Regions from separate parts of the Mus musculus genome. Here all the other regions are linked to region 1. Evidence: chromatin contacts called from public HiChIP or PLAC-seq, Micro-C and promoter capture Hi-C data. All regions are on one chromosome and are shown on one strand. Each heading gives the region's core, a stretch centred on a gene start, on an enhancer-like site or on the middle of the called end of the contact. The rest is flanking DNA. Distances are from core to core; before and after follow the strand shown.

Region 1 (3,736 bases), core at 885-3,384:
ATGTTAGTGTGTAGCTGGAGTGCAGACTCCAAACAGGATGACTCAATTTCTTCTGGTGTGAGTGAAAGTCCCTTTGTTCTTACTTAGGAATACAATTAGAAAGTGGATCTAGGGCTTTCTCTTCTTCATTCTCCTCTTGTAAAATGACTTAGTTTATCGACCCTCTAACTTACTGTGCTATTAAAAGCTGACGTAAATCAAATAGAGCAGGGTGTGGTGGCGCATGCCATTAATCCCAGCACTTGGGAGGCAGAGGCAGGAGGATTTCTGAGTTCAAGGTCAGCCTGGTCTACAAAGAGAGTTCCAGGACAGCAAGGGCTATACAGAGAAACCCTGTCTCAAAAAACCAAAATAAATAAATAAATAAAAATAAAGTAAATCAAATAGGTTGCAAAGTTTTCTGAGGTAGAATTAGCATAATATGATCTTTATCTATGAATTGAAAAAAGTACCTTGAAGTTAATGTTCCAAGGGAAGGGGTTAGGTTGTGGGTCAGGTCTGGGGCTGTGGGTCAGGCTTTCTAGAGTTAAGTAGTGTGGCTGCTATTGATTAGTTTGTGTGTTACAAGAACCTGAGGACTTCTTTTAAGTTTTAATTTTCTCAGCTTTGAATCTCAACTACAATACTCAGTGTGTAGTTTTTTGGGGGGCAGGGGTTAGGCTGGGGGAAGAACTGTAATTAGAAATTTGTTAGCATTTCAATTAAAAAATACATTAAAAAATCCATCCTGGGGCCGGAGGAATGACTCAGTAGTTAAGAGCACTTGTTGCTCTTGCAGAAAACCCGGGTTTAATTCCCAGCAGCCAAAGGGCAGCTCACAACCATCTGTAACTCCAGGTCCAGAAGATCCAGTTCGGTCTTATATCCTCCAGAGACACCATTCACCCAGTCGTGCACACACATACATTCAGGCAGACCACTTATTTATTTATTTATTTATTTATTTATTTATTTATTTATTTATTTATTTTGGTTTTTCGAGACAGGGTATCTCTGTGTAGCCCTGGCTGCCCTGAACTCACTCTGTAGACAAAAACAAAGACAATTTTTTTTGTTTTTTGAGACCGGGTTTCCTCTGTGTAGCCCTGGCTGTCCTGGAACTCACTTTGTATAGTGACTGGCCTCGAACTCAGAAATCCACCTGCTTCTGCCTCCAGAGTGCTGGGATTAAAGGCGTGCGCCACCACGCCCGGCTTCCACTCCCCCTTTCTTATTTGGTATCCGTCTCCATTAAGCTCTCCTCGCGTGCCAAACATCTCATTGCCTTCTTGTGAATAAATAAAACAGCCTCGGCGGGTTTTCTAGTGCACCAGGAGTTGCTGCTAAAGAATGTAAGACTCCGTTCCATCCTCACAGGGAGACATCAAGAGCTGAGAGCTCTGGTGATAATTCTCGGAAGACTAGTAGTAGGTATGATGCTGGAAAGAGCTCTGAGTTCAAGGCCAGCCTGGTCTAAAGAGCAAATTCCAGGCCAGCCAAGGCTACACAGAAGAAGGGAAAGGAAGGGAATGGATAGCTAAGGAAAGGGGCAGCAAGCTCCATCTCTAAAGTAAAAACCTGTTTGTCCTGACTGGGGAGCACTAAAGGCGGGATCTGGGCAGAAATCCGGCTGCCAATGGAAAGCGAGAAAGCCTTTAAAGAGAAAGGCTTGCAAATTCTGCCCTACAGCATCTTGATGCAGATGCATCAGGACCACGTGACACATACATTCCTTCTTTCACTCCTGCGAGTGTCAGGCCCTTTGTCGGTTGCTGGAAAGACAGCGGTTTTTTGTTTTGTTTTTGTTTTTTTTTTTTTTTTCAGAGCGCTCGCGGCGTCCTGCCTGCAGCAGCGCACTGTTCCCGTTAGTAACACAAAACACCCGCGCTCCACCTCAGACTTAAACTTGCTGTTCGAGGGGTGCTAGCCGGGTCTTCTGCAGCCACAAATCCCCCACGGCCTCCGTAGGCTGCTTTCTCTCTTTACTCTGGCTTGCTAAGTCTGAGTGAAGTCTCGTCCCCCGCCTCCCCCCTCCCACCTCGCGCGACCCCGCCTCCTGGCTGTCAAGTGCGCAGGCCCCGCCCCGGGCCCGCGCTTCGCCTTCTCTAGGCTCCGCCCCAGCCCCTTACTCCAGACCCTTGGCGGTTGGACGAGCAGAACCACCAGCTCCCCGCCGGGTCCAGCGGACACCTCGAAGCAAGAGAGCAACATGGCAGCTCCAGCTAAGGGCGAGAACCTGTCCCTGGTGGTGCACGGACCTGGAGACATCCGCCTGGTAAAAAGGGGAAGGAGTGTGGGAACTCAGGCAGTCACCCACCCAGCTCCGGTTTGCCCCTCTGGCAGGCTCAGCAGTGGTACCCACTCCCAAGTTCTGTTGCTCATAGAGCTGGCAGATAGCCCGTGCCAAGCACCCCTGACTGCCTGGGTTTACCCAGATCTCAGCTGGTTACCGGGAGGTGGGGGTGGGGTAATTGTTATCTATCTCTAGAGAGAGTTCTGGTCGCGTGCTCCCAGAGCCTAGACCGGGCGCCAGGCACGTGACCTGTGCCCAGGACCGTTGAAAACTAATCAAGCCTTCGACTCTAATAGCTGCAAACTCACACTGTTGTTATTGCTCTTCAGAAGGGTCAGAGGGAGACTTCCAGGATTAGGATCTACCCAGATCTTCTCTTGTAGACAGTGGAGGACAGAAAAAGGTGGCATGGTGGCATTTAAAAGCAGTGAAGTTTCTATTTAATCCTTTTTGTTTGGAACTGATAATATCCCATAGCAGAATTATTATCATGAGAGGGCCTAGCATTCAGTAAGTGTTAATAATGCATTTTAACTGGGGATATAGCCTGGTGCTTATCTCCTTTAGTCCACATCTGGATCACTACCTTGGAGCATTCATTCTGTTTACCTCTGCCTCTGGCTTTAAACTTAGTTCTGCCCCCTGAACCAAAGTTCAGACATTTGCCGAGTCATCTTTGTGGTCATGCCAAAGTTCCCTTGACAAAGTCCATCTCAGCGGGCATGCAGTTTGGAGATTGGATACCAGCCATCTCTCCTGCACCCTAGAGTCTGTCTCCTTCCCATTCAAAGAACATGTACCAGGAGAGACTCATTCAGATGAAGAGTTCTTGTCTGTTTAATAGCCTGTCCTCAGTGGTTTATCTGTGGTTGCAGACTAAGCATTTTCTGAGTTCCTTAACTCTTCCACCTGTAGACTTCTGTGGATTCCAAACCAAGAATCGTTGTGGTTCCCAAGATGGTAGCCTTGGTTAGTTAACAGCCAAGACAAGAACTCAGTCAGATTCAAATTCAATTTCTAGTGCTCTCTCCAATCACATTTGAACATCTACTCAACATCCTGCATTAAAATTAAAGAGACACAGTGATTTGTGATTCTCATTCTCTCTCTCTCTCTCCCCCCCCCCCCCCCGACAGGGTTTCTCTGTGTAGTTCTGGCTGTCCTGGAACTCACTTTGTAGACCAGGCTGGCCTTGAACTCAGAAATCCATCTGCCTCTGCCTCCCGAGTGCTGGGATTAAAGGCGTGTGCCACCACTGCAATGCCACACAGCCACAGTTTGGTCTTTCCATGGAGGATGGGTTGGGCAACTGAGGCTTAGCTTCCATTTGAGTGGACTAGGGGCAGGGTCTGCTGATAAAAACCCTTGCCTCCTGAGCTCACATTCTTTGGAATTCTTTGGAGAAACACCCATTCCTAATATCTAAAGCAGGATTCCAACAGGGCTTGAAGGGAAAGAGAGCTT
Region 2 (3,736 bases), core at 922-3,421, 110 kb after region 1:
AAACAGAAGAGCTCAGTAATAGAAATATTCCTTACTATACAGTCAGGGCTATACTCACCATTAATACTAAGCCAGCTCTCCCCGTGGATGTGGAACTAGTTTTCGCCATGAACAGTGAGTGGGCTGGCTGCAGATAACTTATACACCAGGCTGTCCCTCAATTTGAACATTGACTCAGTTGGTCCTTTTACACTGACCTAGCACTTACAAAATTGAGCTAGACTTACAGTGAGCCAGCCCTCACCATACACGGTATAAAATAAACCTTGAGTGTGAACACTGGATGGTCTTTAATAGGACCATAAAGCTAACCTGCACCAGGAACATGAACCTGGCTACTGTTTTGAATACTGATCCAGCTCTACCAGTAAATATGTTCATCTTTGGCTCTTCCTCCTTCAACAGGTCCGAAAGATTGGAGTATTTAGCTGTGGTCCCCCTGGCATGACCAAGAATGTGGAGAAGGCTTGTCAGCTCATCAACAGGCAGGACAGGACTCATTTTTCTCACCATTATGAGAACTTCTAGGCCTCCTGCCCAGCAACTATGCCCACTACTGCCCTGCTGGGACAGCAGGGGCTTTGGCCTGTGCCTTAACCCAGTACTCATTTCTGGCCACCTCAGCCTTGGCCCTTCCCACCTGCCAACTTGGTTGGTCCAAGTAGCCTCGCTCAGGCATCATGTGTAGGCTCAGAGATCTCTAGGGCCAGAATGTGTCTTGAGTTTGTCGAAGGAGCACTGTTTAAGAACTATAGGTTCAGAAGTAGGGGAGCTTTTGGGTTGAGACAAAGTGAGAATTAAGCAAAAACTTGACAGTAGACAACCTGTCAAGTTTTTGAAAGTGAGTCTGAGTGATAGTATGGATGCTGGCGTCTTCAAGTCCTCTTCACTGTGTTCTTCCTCTCTTCAAAATGGTTGGGAGATGTCTTAGAGTAGCCAGGGGCAACTTACAGAAACCCTCAGGACCAGCCTAACTGAACAACTGATCTCTCAAAATGTAAAATGTAGTCAGACCTTTCTGTGCCCACTAACCGCCTGGAGCAGTGCCCCTCAGCCCCATCTCCCTCTTCTAGTGGTCTGTTTTGCAAATAAACGGTGTTTCCCCCTTTGGAGTTTCTTTTTTGCTGCCTTAGGTCAAGGTGGAGCTAAGGAAATCATCCACCCAGTGGGCTTTGCCACGGTGGTCCAGGCATCTCTCCAGTATCTACTGAATAAAAGCAGCGAAGACTGAAAAGCCCTTCCTCACTCTGGTGTTAGGCTGCTGACAGCGGATCACAAGGACAGAGAGGAGTCCTCAGGGAGCTGCAGTCGGCCTGGCTTCCTCCAGGGCATCAGCTATTCTAGCTCTGCCCTGAGACAAGGTCTTCCAGGCAGCATGAGGAGATAGATGTCTCCTAACCCCTCTAGGCCTGTTTTCTCAGGTGCAAAATGGTGGGTCCTCTTCCTATCATTCAAAGGCAGAGCAACCTTCAGAGAGTTTCTGAAAAGGTGCCCAATGCCAAATGATCTATTCGGAATACCTCGTTTCTCAGATCACACATCCTCACTTTGGAGAAATTCCCAACTGATTCTAATCAGCGCTAATGCACCGCGGGCTTGGGTTGAGGCAAGCAAGGGGCCTCAGGTTGTCCTAAGAGGACAACCGTCCCGAGGGCGTCTGGCTCCCACAGAACCTGTCTGTGGAGCAGCGGGAAGGCCCCGGACCCACGGGGGTCGGCTGAGGTGCGTGGCCCCAGACCCGGCCACCAGAGGGAGCTAAGGGAAAGGGACACGGCGCGCCCAGCCAGCCAGCCAGGAGCGGGAGCGCGCCGCCTCAGGGAAGCGCGCCTCCCGCCCGCGTGGCAGCGCCATCCGCGCCGTCAGCCTGGCGCGCTGCCTCTTTGTCTCTCGGCGCCTCCCAGACAAACCGCTCGCTGCTGGCGGGAAGCCGGGCTCGCTCGGGAGCAATGGCAGGAGCGACGCGGCCTGGACGCCCCCTGCCCGGCGTGAGGTGTTTGGTCAAAGGAAGCGAGTGGATGCTCGGAAAGTGCTTTTCGCAGGCGGCCGGCGTCGGCTCCAGCCTCAATTTATAGTCGGGCTCGCTCCCCGCCCCCTCCCGGCAGCCCCTGGGCGGCGCCGGCAGCCGCAGCTCTGCCTGGCCGAGCCTCTGGCCCGGAGCCCGGGCGGCCCGCTGGGGACGGGGAGAAGGGAGGATGCGGAGGGTGGGTGGTGCGGGAGGGAGGTCGCCACTCCCTCCCTAGTGTCTGACTGGGGCGGGGAGACCCCTTCCTCCTCAGGCTCTCCTCGGTGCCCAGCTCCACACAGTCCCTTTATTCCAAGGCCCAGGATTCCCTCCCCTTTATAATAAATTAAGGAATCTTCAGCGCCTGCTAGATCCTAGGACAAGGGGAAGCCAGGTTTCTGACATCATGTCCTTGGTAAGAACCGCTGCCCCCGTGCAGGTGACAAGGACTGGGTCCAGGTCTATCATAGTGCCCTGGTCTCACATCTACAGAGTCCGGATGGCCACAGGGTAGAGCAGGGACATGTGTTCCGCTCCCTTAATGGGCAGCTTGCGGCTGGCATAGTGGTGCACGATTTCAGGGACGCTGCTGAAGGGTGGGCTGTTCTGGCCCAACACATACTTGTGTTCCTTAGTCCGGGACAGCTTCATGTGCATGAAGCCCTGACTGCTCCTAGGAAGAGAAAGAGATCCCGGTGACCAGGGGTTCTCCTCAGTCCCCTACTTCTACCCCGACTCTCCCAGCAAGTGTGATTCCAAAGCCAGCTTCAAGTGGGAGGTGGACAGAGACGGGATGGTGGGGGAGGGGAGGGGAGGGGAGGAGAGGAGAGGGTTGAGTAGGTAGCATGAGGCACTGGCTTTGTGGTGAGGACGCTCATTGTACCAAGAATGTGTGTGTGGTGAGTATACAGGGTGTGTGCTGGTGGAAAGTGGGGTGCCCCGCACCCTCCAATTCTGTGACCCTAGCCCATAGCCTTTGGCTAAGGCCAGTTTAACCCTACCTGGACTTTTGAGACCGATTCATACAGGTCAGGCTAGTCTGTGTCTCCACCTCTTAATTATAGGTGTATGCCAGTGTATGGGGTACTGAGCCCAGAACCCAGGGCTTTGGACAGACTAGCCAGCACCTTAGCAACTGACTACAGCCCGGCCTTATGCTCAGTTTCCCCTTCTTGAGCTATATGGCAGCACCAGTCTGTGGGTCTTACACCAAGTCAGACCCTCTCAGTCCAGCCAGCCAGCCCTTAGGCCTGGAGTGACATCATCTGGAGACTCGGTTAGCATTACCTACCCAGAGTTGGGTAGGACAGACAAAGGAATTATGGTGTGGAGGTGAGATGAGAGGGCATGGGAGCCCCCCAGCCTGGAGTCTGATTGCAACCTCTTTCCATCAGAGAAGAAGCAAGCAGTTCCAGCACAACCGACATCTGCGGCAAAGGCGGCTGACACAGACTTAATACGTCTTTTAAATACAAAGATTTTATGTTGAGCAGGTCTTAAGGCCTGAGTGTGTATGACCTTGTGGAGGGGCTCATTCTTTTTCCTATACTATAGTTTGGTTGAAATTTGTGGGGCGAAACAAGCCCTTTCTACAGCAAAGCTGTCCCGCCTTCCTGTGTTCCCAGGGATTAAACTTTTACCTTAGTGATAGTAGTCCTATCAAGAGCCCACCAGTGATAAGACAGTCAGACCCAACCCAGATCCCGTATATGGCTACAGTAAGAACAAAAGAGA
Region 3 (3,736 bases), core at 782-3,281, 120 kb before region 1:
ACTCAGAAGGCCGAGGAAGGGTCTCTTGAGCCCAGAAACTGAACACCCTAAGCAACATAGCAAGACTCTATCACTGGGTTGGAGAGATGGCTCAGCGGTTAAGAGGGCAGACTGCTCTTCCAAAGGTCCTGAGTTCAAATCCCAGCAACCACATGGTGGCTCACAACCATCTGTAACAGGGTCTGATGCACTCTTCTAGTGTGTGTCTGAAGACAGCTACAGTGTATTCATAGTAATAAAATAAATAAATCTTAAAAAAAGAAAAGACTATCACTAATATGTATGAGCCAGATCTGGTGACTCGATAGCAATCACTTTCTTTAGTGGCTGAGACAAGAAGACTGAGTTTGGGGCCAGTCTGGGCTACAGAGAAAGACCTATCTTAAGATCAGTCAATATGGCCCAACTCTGAAAACACTAAAAGAGATGAGGCTACCACTCTGATAGTTTCAACTTCTTTTAAAAACTTTGCTTTTCTACAATAATAAGTTTATATTAAATGGGGTGGCTATGAGGTTCTTATTAGAAACACTGACAGTTCCCATTTCTGCCTTTATATACCAAGAACACACAGGCACTCCAACACACACCAGACATGAGAACAGTAGAAAGCTGGGATGGAAGTACGTGCTTATAATTCCAGCATTGGAGAGGAGGAGGTAAGAGGGTTGGGAACTCACAGGCATCCTTGGGTCCAGGCCAGCCTGAGCTCCATGAGACCGTATCACAAGGGGGTAAAAAGATGGGTTAAAATACTTGCTGACTCAGCAAACTCATCTTGTGTCTATAGAGCTGTTGAAGAGCCTGGAGACTCAAAGTGAGATACCTGTTGGCTATACAGTCTCATATAGATTGATCCTAAAATACTTACTTCCCTTTATTAAAAAGGTCAGCATATACTCAGGGGACTTCTAAACTTTATGATGTAAACTGTTTTATGAAAAGTGGAAAGCAATATAATATTGTAATTCTCTACCTTCTCAATCCATGGGAGCCTCATGTCTAAGAAACAGCGGACATGCCAGGTATGGAGTATACAAGCCTGTAATCTCAGCATTAGAAGGGGTAAAACAGGAGGATTGTGAATTGCAAGCCAATCTGGCTATATCTTGAGACTGTGATTTAAACATGGAAAACGTAGGGCTGGAATACCGTTCAGTGACCTCAGAGCACTTGTGTAAATGAATGGACAAGTTTAAAGAGGAGCAGGGGCTGGAGTGGGCGTGGTGGTGGCTGTGTTTGCAAGAAAACATTATTTTAGAGACAAAAAAAAATGCTTTAGAAATAAGCCTTATCTGGCATTTTAAAACAAAGTAGACTGTCTGGTAGTGCAGGCAGAGACAGGCCGATCTCTGTAGGCTCCAGGCTATATTTCGAGTTCTAGAATACCTAGGGATACATAGTGAAGAGGGGGAGGAGGAGGTAGAGAAAGATAGGCTTAGAACTCCTTTCAGTGACAATCTGTATTGAATTAAAGAAACAGGACCTGTGCTGAGACCCATCCAGGGTTTGCAGGGGCTATCAAGGAGTGAGACATCTTCTCTGTCCACCCAGGAAGTGAGCCGTGAGTTGCAACAAGGTGAGGATTTCACTTCGGGATGGGAAAGGTTCCGAGAGGCACGGGGCTCGATCCTGAGGAGGCTCCCCAGTGGTTCATCCTCTCCCACCAACCCAGGGGCCGGCGAGAGGCGAGCCCAGGACTCCCCTCCGGAGCGGCTCAGATTTCAGCCTCCTCCCACAGCCTGCAGCCGTCCCGCAGCACTTACTGCCTAAAGGGTCCTGGGAGGCAGCAGCTGCTCCCACCCCTGCTGCCCGGCGCCAAGGAAAGCACTTGGAGACTGCCCGCAGCCGTCAGGCTCCCCAGGGCCTCCAGCTCTCGGTGCAGCTGCGCCCGCGGTCCCAGCTGCGCCGTCTCCTCAGCTGGGATCCGCACCAGCAGCATGGGCAGGACCCGCTCCATGGCCCCGGCACAGCCGGGGGAGGCAGCACTTCCGGGCCCTGGCTGGGCAGCCATCTTGGCCTGGGCGGTCCTTCCGGTAGAGGCGCCCGAATGCGTCACGGACCTGCGCAGTGATTCGGACCTTGTGACTCTCACGAGAGAGGCGGTCCTGCGCCCGGCATTTGCTCAGCTTGGGGTGGAGGCGGCTCTAAACGGAATCCTGCAAAAACCACGCCTGCCCCTCCCTGCTCAGCTCAATTCAATAATACGCCAGGGCCTTTCAGCTGCTTGTGCTGTCCTTGCTACCAAAGATTTCTAAGGCAGGTGCTTCTTACTCCATTGAAACCCTGTTGCTGGCTCCTCTTCACTTTTTGTGCTGCTCGGTTAACAGGCATCTGGTAGTGCGCTTTTCTTGGTAGCAAGTACTCTTTTAAAGTCTAGAACTAATAAAGAACCCTCTACCATTTTAAAAAAAAAAAAAAAAAGCAGGGCTTCACAACAGACCCCCTCCCCCCATCCCCGGCTTCGAGAAATCGGCCCCTCTACGGAGTGGTATGGAGTTTTGGAAAGCAACTATCTCCATCAGATGCCTGGGATCCCAGAGTTTGAAAAATCAATCTGACTCATTTCCCCCATCAGGAAGTTTTGAAGAGCAGTTTACCAAAAATAAAATAAAATAAAATAAAATAAATTCTACAAGCCCTTCCTCCTCCTGACTGCAAAAACTAATTTTCAGACCCTTCGAGATGAATTTTCTTGTACCCGTGGGTACCCAGTCTCAGGATTTGGGAGTGTAAACTTCTCAGACCAATAGATCTCCTTTTGAGGTCAAACAATCTATTCTTTGTGGTCCTCCACCAAGGACTCTGTTACAAACATGAAGGTTAACATGGAGATTGAAGTCAAACGATATCCTTTGTAACAGATGGATGCATACAGAGTAGAGATGGTGAAATAGTTCACCTTTCAATTTCTTCTGTTTTTCTCAGGAAAGTACAATCTGATACAGAAGAGAAGAGGTAGAGAGCTATTGAAAAGGCATTTGGTCAAGCTATTTATTTGATAAAGGTTCTCTAGTGGCCTTAGACACCTGATCCTCCTTCACCAGCTTTTCAGGTTCTAGGAATACAGGATTATGCCTCCATGCCTACTTAACAGTGTCTTTCTAACACAGCCACTTCTACAAACTGAACATTTTGACTTAATGGCAACCTGCTAACATGCCTTCCTGGCTCAGTCTAAAGTCTAAAGCCCCTCTCTATTCCAGTCACTCTCAAATCATAGTATTTATGACTAATTAACATTTTATGTCAATTCCTGACCAAACTCTATGTAAGCCTGGAAATAGCAGAGACCTGTGCACCACTGTTATCTTCCTGCCTGAATCCCAGCCTGGCTCATAAAAGGTACTTTAGTATTTCTTGATGAATGCAGGACTTCATTTGACAAAATGCTGCCATGTTCTTCTCTTTCTTTCTTTCTTTCTTTCTTTCTTTCTTTCTTTCTTTCTTTCTTTCTTTCTTTCTTTCTTTCTTTCTTTCTTTCTTTTAAATTTACTTTATTTATGAGTACACTGTAGCTGTCTTCAGACACACCAGAAAAGGGCATGGGATCTCATTAAAGGTGGTTGTGAGCCACCATGTGGTTGCTGGGAATTAAACTCAGGACCTCTGGAAGAGCATTGAGTGCCCTTAACCACTGAGCCATCTCTCCAGTCCCCATGTTATTTTCTTATGTCAAGGAAGATGCTTATATCCAAATCTCTCAGCCTTAGCTGAACTGTTTGGTTTACATAAA
Region 4 (3,736 bases), core at 422-2,921, 74 kb before region 1:
CATGATCCCCAGATCTGGCTCCACCTGTCTCAACGACCCTGCCCAGGGAAGACAGAGAGGCTGAGGCTGGCAGTGCGGTGTTACCATGCTCCTGCCTATCCTGCCAGGAGACTGCTTTTTGTGAATGAACCACTCTCTTCTCTCTCTCTCTCTTTTCCCTAACAAGCCAGAATAGCAGCTGTTGTTCAGTGGTCCACTGGAGAGAAGCTGGGGCAGGCCGGTGATTAGGGAGCTTGTCTACAAGGCACTCCGCTCAACCTTAGCACCAAACACAGAAACAAAACATGCATGCAGGGCATTTATTCCCAGCACTTGGGAGGCAGAGGTAGGTGAAATCTCTGTGAGTTTGAAGCCAGCTTAGTCTACATAGTGAGTTCTAGGACAGCCAGAATGTAGGCTATGTAGAGAAACTCTGTCTTGAAAACCAAAATCCAAAACAAATACAAAATAACAACAAAACCCACCCAAACCAATCAACCAAACAACAAACACAAACAACGACAATAACCCTGAAATCTAAGAAAACAAGCAGACAGAAGGAGGGTGTGCAGATCATTCACAGGGCCCCTCGAACTCTCTCACTAAGCCAGTGTTTACTACAGAGTGATAGCATGGAAGGCCTGGGGGCTAAGAAGACAGTTCTTTCTCACAAGAAGCTTGCGGTTTCTTGGGAAAGAGATCTGAAGACAAATCGGTTTAATGAAAGGAAGAATGTAGTATACCCAGAGCAGTGATAGAAACATCTGCCAGGTGCTGCTGCTGCACACAGCCTGCTCTGACTTCTCAGCAACTCTCTTGGCAGGAGGGGCAGCCTGTGCAAAGCCAGAGAAGCAAGGCATTTGTGGGCAGTCTCTAACTCTGGCATGCTGTTGTCCATGCTAAGGCTGGATAGCAGGCAGACACTAACCACTCAAGGCAATATACTGAGTTAGAATTACTGTAAGCAAAACATCAAACCCGCGGGCTCCCAGACTTGAGCATGGTCTAGGGACGAGCGTCTAAGCTAAAAGTGCTTACTTAGACTTTTAGAGAAAGCTGTGTGAACAGCATCTTTCCCTGCTGCCTTAGGGTCCAGCTCCAGACCCTGCTACTTGATCAGGTCTGCTTCAGGAGATGCCAAGAAGACAGGGAGAGCCAAACAGCTACCCCTGAAAGGCTCTGTGTCTGGAGGTGACGGGTCCAGCTAGGATAAAGAGAAGCCGCTCCAGTCAGGGGTACAGCTGATGCTGCTGTTTGTTCTCTCTTCCCTCGAGCAGCCTCATTCCCAAGTGAGATCTGAAAACCTTAAAATTACATTACCAGGGCTGGAGAGATGGCTCAGCCATTAAGAGTATTTATGGTGCTTACAGAGGACCAGAGTTTGGCTCCCAGTACTCACATCAGGTAGTTCACAACTACTTGTAACTCCAGCTCCAGGGAATTTGATCCACCTCTCTGGCCTCTGTGGGCACCTCCATACATGACACACACTCGAGCACAAACATACTCACACATAACTCAAGATTAAACATTTAAAAATTAGATTACCACCTGAAGTTTAAAAGAATCCCATCCCAAATAAAATAATAAAAGGGGTTGGCAGGTCATTCCAATCCAATCAGAGTTTGTCTATCTCAGACGCGAATATCATCAAAGCAACTGACAAACTGTCACGGAACCTGCTGGATCTCTAGCTTTGGCCTTGTCTGTCTTCTTCAGCTCCTGAACTCTCTTCTCCCTCCTCCTCTCATGGGCTCTGAGTCCATTCCTAGCATACTAACAGGCCCAGAACTCTTGGTCTGCAGCCATCCTGGGCTCACTGAGCAAAGCCAAGTTGCCTGACTCTGCCCCCTGGTGGCCTAATGACCAAGTTTCATGGAGGTAAGTTATTCTCTAACCACTCAGCGGGTTTTCTACACACAGGGTAGGAAACAGGGTATTGATTGTGGATCAAGAAGGGAAATCAAAGAAATATTTAACATGTAGCCTTTACCTTCTAAACTCTAGGCCTTTGGATAAACAGAAATTAGAGATGTGGGTAAGAAAGTAAGGAGGTCCACCATAACTTTTTGATAATTAAGACAAACATTATACAAAAGTTAACCTCTTTATCAATATAACTACTATCTTTAGATGAAGAATTATTAGTTATAACATTTTTTCATACTATAGGTCTTGGTATGTTATATTTACAACAGAGGTGCAGTTAAACATTTTTAGAAATCACATTTGTGTATTTTGTGTAGATATGTGGGCGTGCATACCAGAGCACATGTGTGGAAGTCAGAGGAAAATCTGCAGGATTAGGTTCACTCTTTCCACCATGTGGATCTCAGGGACTGAGTTTGGGTCGTCGGGCTTGGGAGCAAGCATCTTTTCCTGCTGAGCCATCTCACCAGCCCAGTTAAACGTCTTAAATTAACACCTTAAAACTAAAGTAAAGGAAGTTAGTATTCTAAACTTTAGTGTTGACAGACAAAAGAAAACATCGATTTACTTTAAGGAAGCCGGGTTTCCACGGAAACCCATCAAGGAATCTCAGTACATGGATCCGGATGCCGAGTGGGTCAGAACCCAGAGGTACAGATTTAGGATTTACTTCTGTGAGGCTGAACACGAAGTCAGGAAATTACTCACTTGTTAAAAGAGAGCAGAGCTAGAAGAAAGCCAGAGAAGATACTAAGAATAGAAAGGGGGATGGAAATTACTCATGGGGAAAGAACCAGGGTAGTAGTGCACTCGGGGCCAAAGGAGAGGGTTTCAGGTTTCAAGAGGGTGGAGACCAAGAGTATTCTTAAAGAGCAGAGATTCAGACAAGCTACTTCCAACACATTCCTTAAGCCCCTACCACAGCCAAGTAATGTGCTGGCCATAAGAGCTCAGGAAGAGACAGAGGACAGTGGCATAGTTAATGTAATGCAACAGCTTTCCTCGTTGGTTTTTTCTGTAATTGTTTGTTTTGTTTTAAGTCAGGGTTTTGCTGTGTAGCCCTGGCTGTCCCGGAATTCCATCTGTAGACCAGGCTGGCCTTGAACTCACAGAGATCTGCCTGCCTCTGCCTCCTGAGTGCTTGGATTAAAGGTGTGCGCCACCACCACTAGGCTATAAATGTTTTTTAGAGTGTGGGTGTGTGTGAGAGTGTCCAAGGAGGACAGAAGACTTTGATCCATTGGAGCTGGAATTACAGAGATTTATGAGTTCTGGGATCTGAATTCTAGTCCTCTAAGGACTTAAATGCTCTTAACAATGGAGCAGTCTTTCTAGCCCTTTCCTTTGTAATTCTTATCTCTATTAATGAACTGATTCTACCTGCCACCTCTCCATTTCTTTTGCTTTTTGTTTAAAATGTATATGCCAGATCCTGCCTTTGTCTGTCCTTCCTTCTTCCTTTTCTTCCTTTCCTTCCTTCCTTCCTTCCTTCCTTCCTTCCTTCCTTCCTTCCTTCCTTCCTTCCTTCCTTCCTTCCTTCCAACAGGGTCTCTCTCAGCTCTTGTTGTCTTGGAATTCGATATGTAGACTCAGACTGGCCTCAAATTCACCATGTTTCTTTAATGACTTCTGGGCCATGTTTTTTGTGTTCTACAATGTATCTCACGGTGTTTTTCAGCAGTTGTTTCTATTCTTTGTTTTCAGATTCATGAGAGAGTCTGGTTTGCATAGTCATCTTTTGCATTAGGCGACAGTTGGGGTTGCTGGACAGCCTATGAAATGGTCCAGAAGTCTGTCTGTGGTCTGGGAAAGGAAAAGGAAGTCACCT

Evidence for each region. Hi-C and Micro-C count contacts between places; a contact is called where the count stands out from the background. HiChIP or PLAC-seq counts read pairs in DNA pulled down with a chosen protein or histone mark. Capture Hi-C pulls out chosen DNA fragments and counts their contacts.
Region 2: a contact with region 1 is called in a Micro-C map of embryonic stem cells, with 4 times the contacts expected there. The contact joins the enhancer-like site here to the promoter of Sord in region 1. A contact is called at or near these places in 1 of 39 promoter capture datasets (the C10 cell line), 17 of 484 Hi-C or Micro-C datasets (the G1E-ER4 cell line, Sertoli cells, cortical neurons and 7 more), 9 of 115 datasets of contacts at active chromatin or transcription factors (the SCID.adh cell line, effector CD8 T cells, embryonic stem cells and 4 more) and 3 of 9 other capture datasets (adipose tissue, liver and pancreatic islet).
Region 3: a contact with region 1 is called in an HNF4G HiChIP or PLAC-seq map of pancreatic cancer cells. The contact joins the promoter of Spg11 here to the promoter of Sord in region 1. A contact is called at or near these places in 1 of 39 promoter capture datasets (erythroid cells), 17 of 484 Hi-C or Micro-C datasets (CD4 T cells, LSK cells, cerebral cortex and 9 more), 8 of 115 datasets of contacts at active chromatin or transcription factors (the SCID.adh cell line, embryonic stem cells, epiblast stem cells and 4 more) and 3 of 9 other capture datasets (adipose tissue, liver and pancreatic islet).
Region 4: a contact with region 1 is called in a promoter capture Hi-C map of adipose tissue. The contact joins the promoter of Trim69 here to the promoter of Sord in region 1. A contact is called at or near these places in 23 of 39 promoter capture datasets (the 3T3-L1 cell line, 3T3-L1-derived adipocytes, the C10 cell line and 15 more), 1 of 15 datasets of contacts at CTCF or cohesin (CD8 T cells), 7 of 484 Hi-C or Micro-C datasets (CD4 T cells, cerebral cortex, embryonic fibroblasts and 4 more), 4 of 115 datasets of contacts at active chromatin or transcription factors (the 230-238 cell line, bone marrow-derived macrophages, embryonic stem cells and 1 more) and 4 of 9 other capture datasets (adipose tissue, liver, macrophages and 1 more).

The regions. Positions count from the first base shown.
Region 1 is chr2:122,232,705-122,236,440 of GRCm38.p6, forward strand. It overlaps Sord (sorbitol dehydrogenase), which reads left to right and starts at 2,135. Exons shown (of 9, transcript NM_146126.4): 1 at 2,135-2,254. The coding sequence starts at 2,189.
Region 2 is chr2:122,346,865-122,350,600 of GRCm38.p6, forward strand. It overlaps Duox1 (dual oxidase 1), which reads left to right. Exons shown (of 33, transcript NM_001099297.1): 33 at 406-1,108. The coding sequence ends at 528. Shf (Src homology 2 domain containing F) reads right to left here. Exons shown (of 7, transcript NM_001374011.1): 7 at 2,028-2,675. The coding sequence ends at 2,489. Among named protein-coding and RNA genes, the nearest start is that of Shf, 20 kb to the right of the region's middle. Within about 2 kb of position 2,172, at least 252 of the 459 cell types and tissues checked have an H3K27ac peak or open chromatin away from gene starts, as enhancers often do. A contact at or near this core is called in the G1E-ER4 cell line, the SCID.adh cell line, adipose tissue and 10 more, where this site is marked.
Region 3 is chr2:122,116,355-122,120,090 of GRCm38.p6, forward strand. It overlaps Spg11 (SPG11, spatacsin vesicle trafficking associated), which reads right to left and starts at 2,032. Exons shown (of 40, transcript NM_145531.2): 1 at 1,767-2,032. The coding sequence starts at 2,014.
Region 4 is chr2:122,159,037-122,162,772 of GRCm38.p6, forward strand. Trim69 (tripartite motif-containing 69) reads left to right here and starts at 1,672. Exons shown (of 7, transcript NM_080510.3): 1 at 1,672-1,860. The coding sequence starts at 1,855. All of the region lies in intron 2 of Patl2 (protein associated with topoisomerase II homolog 2 (yeast)), which reads right to left.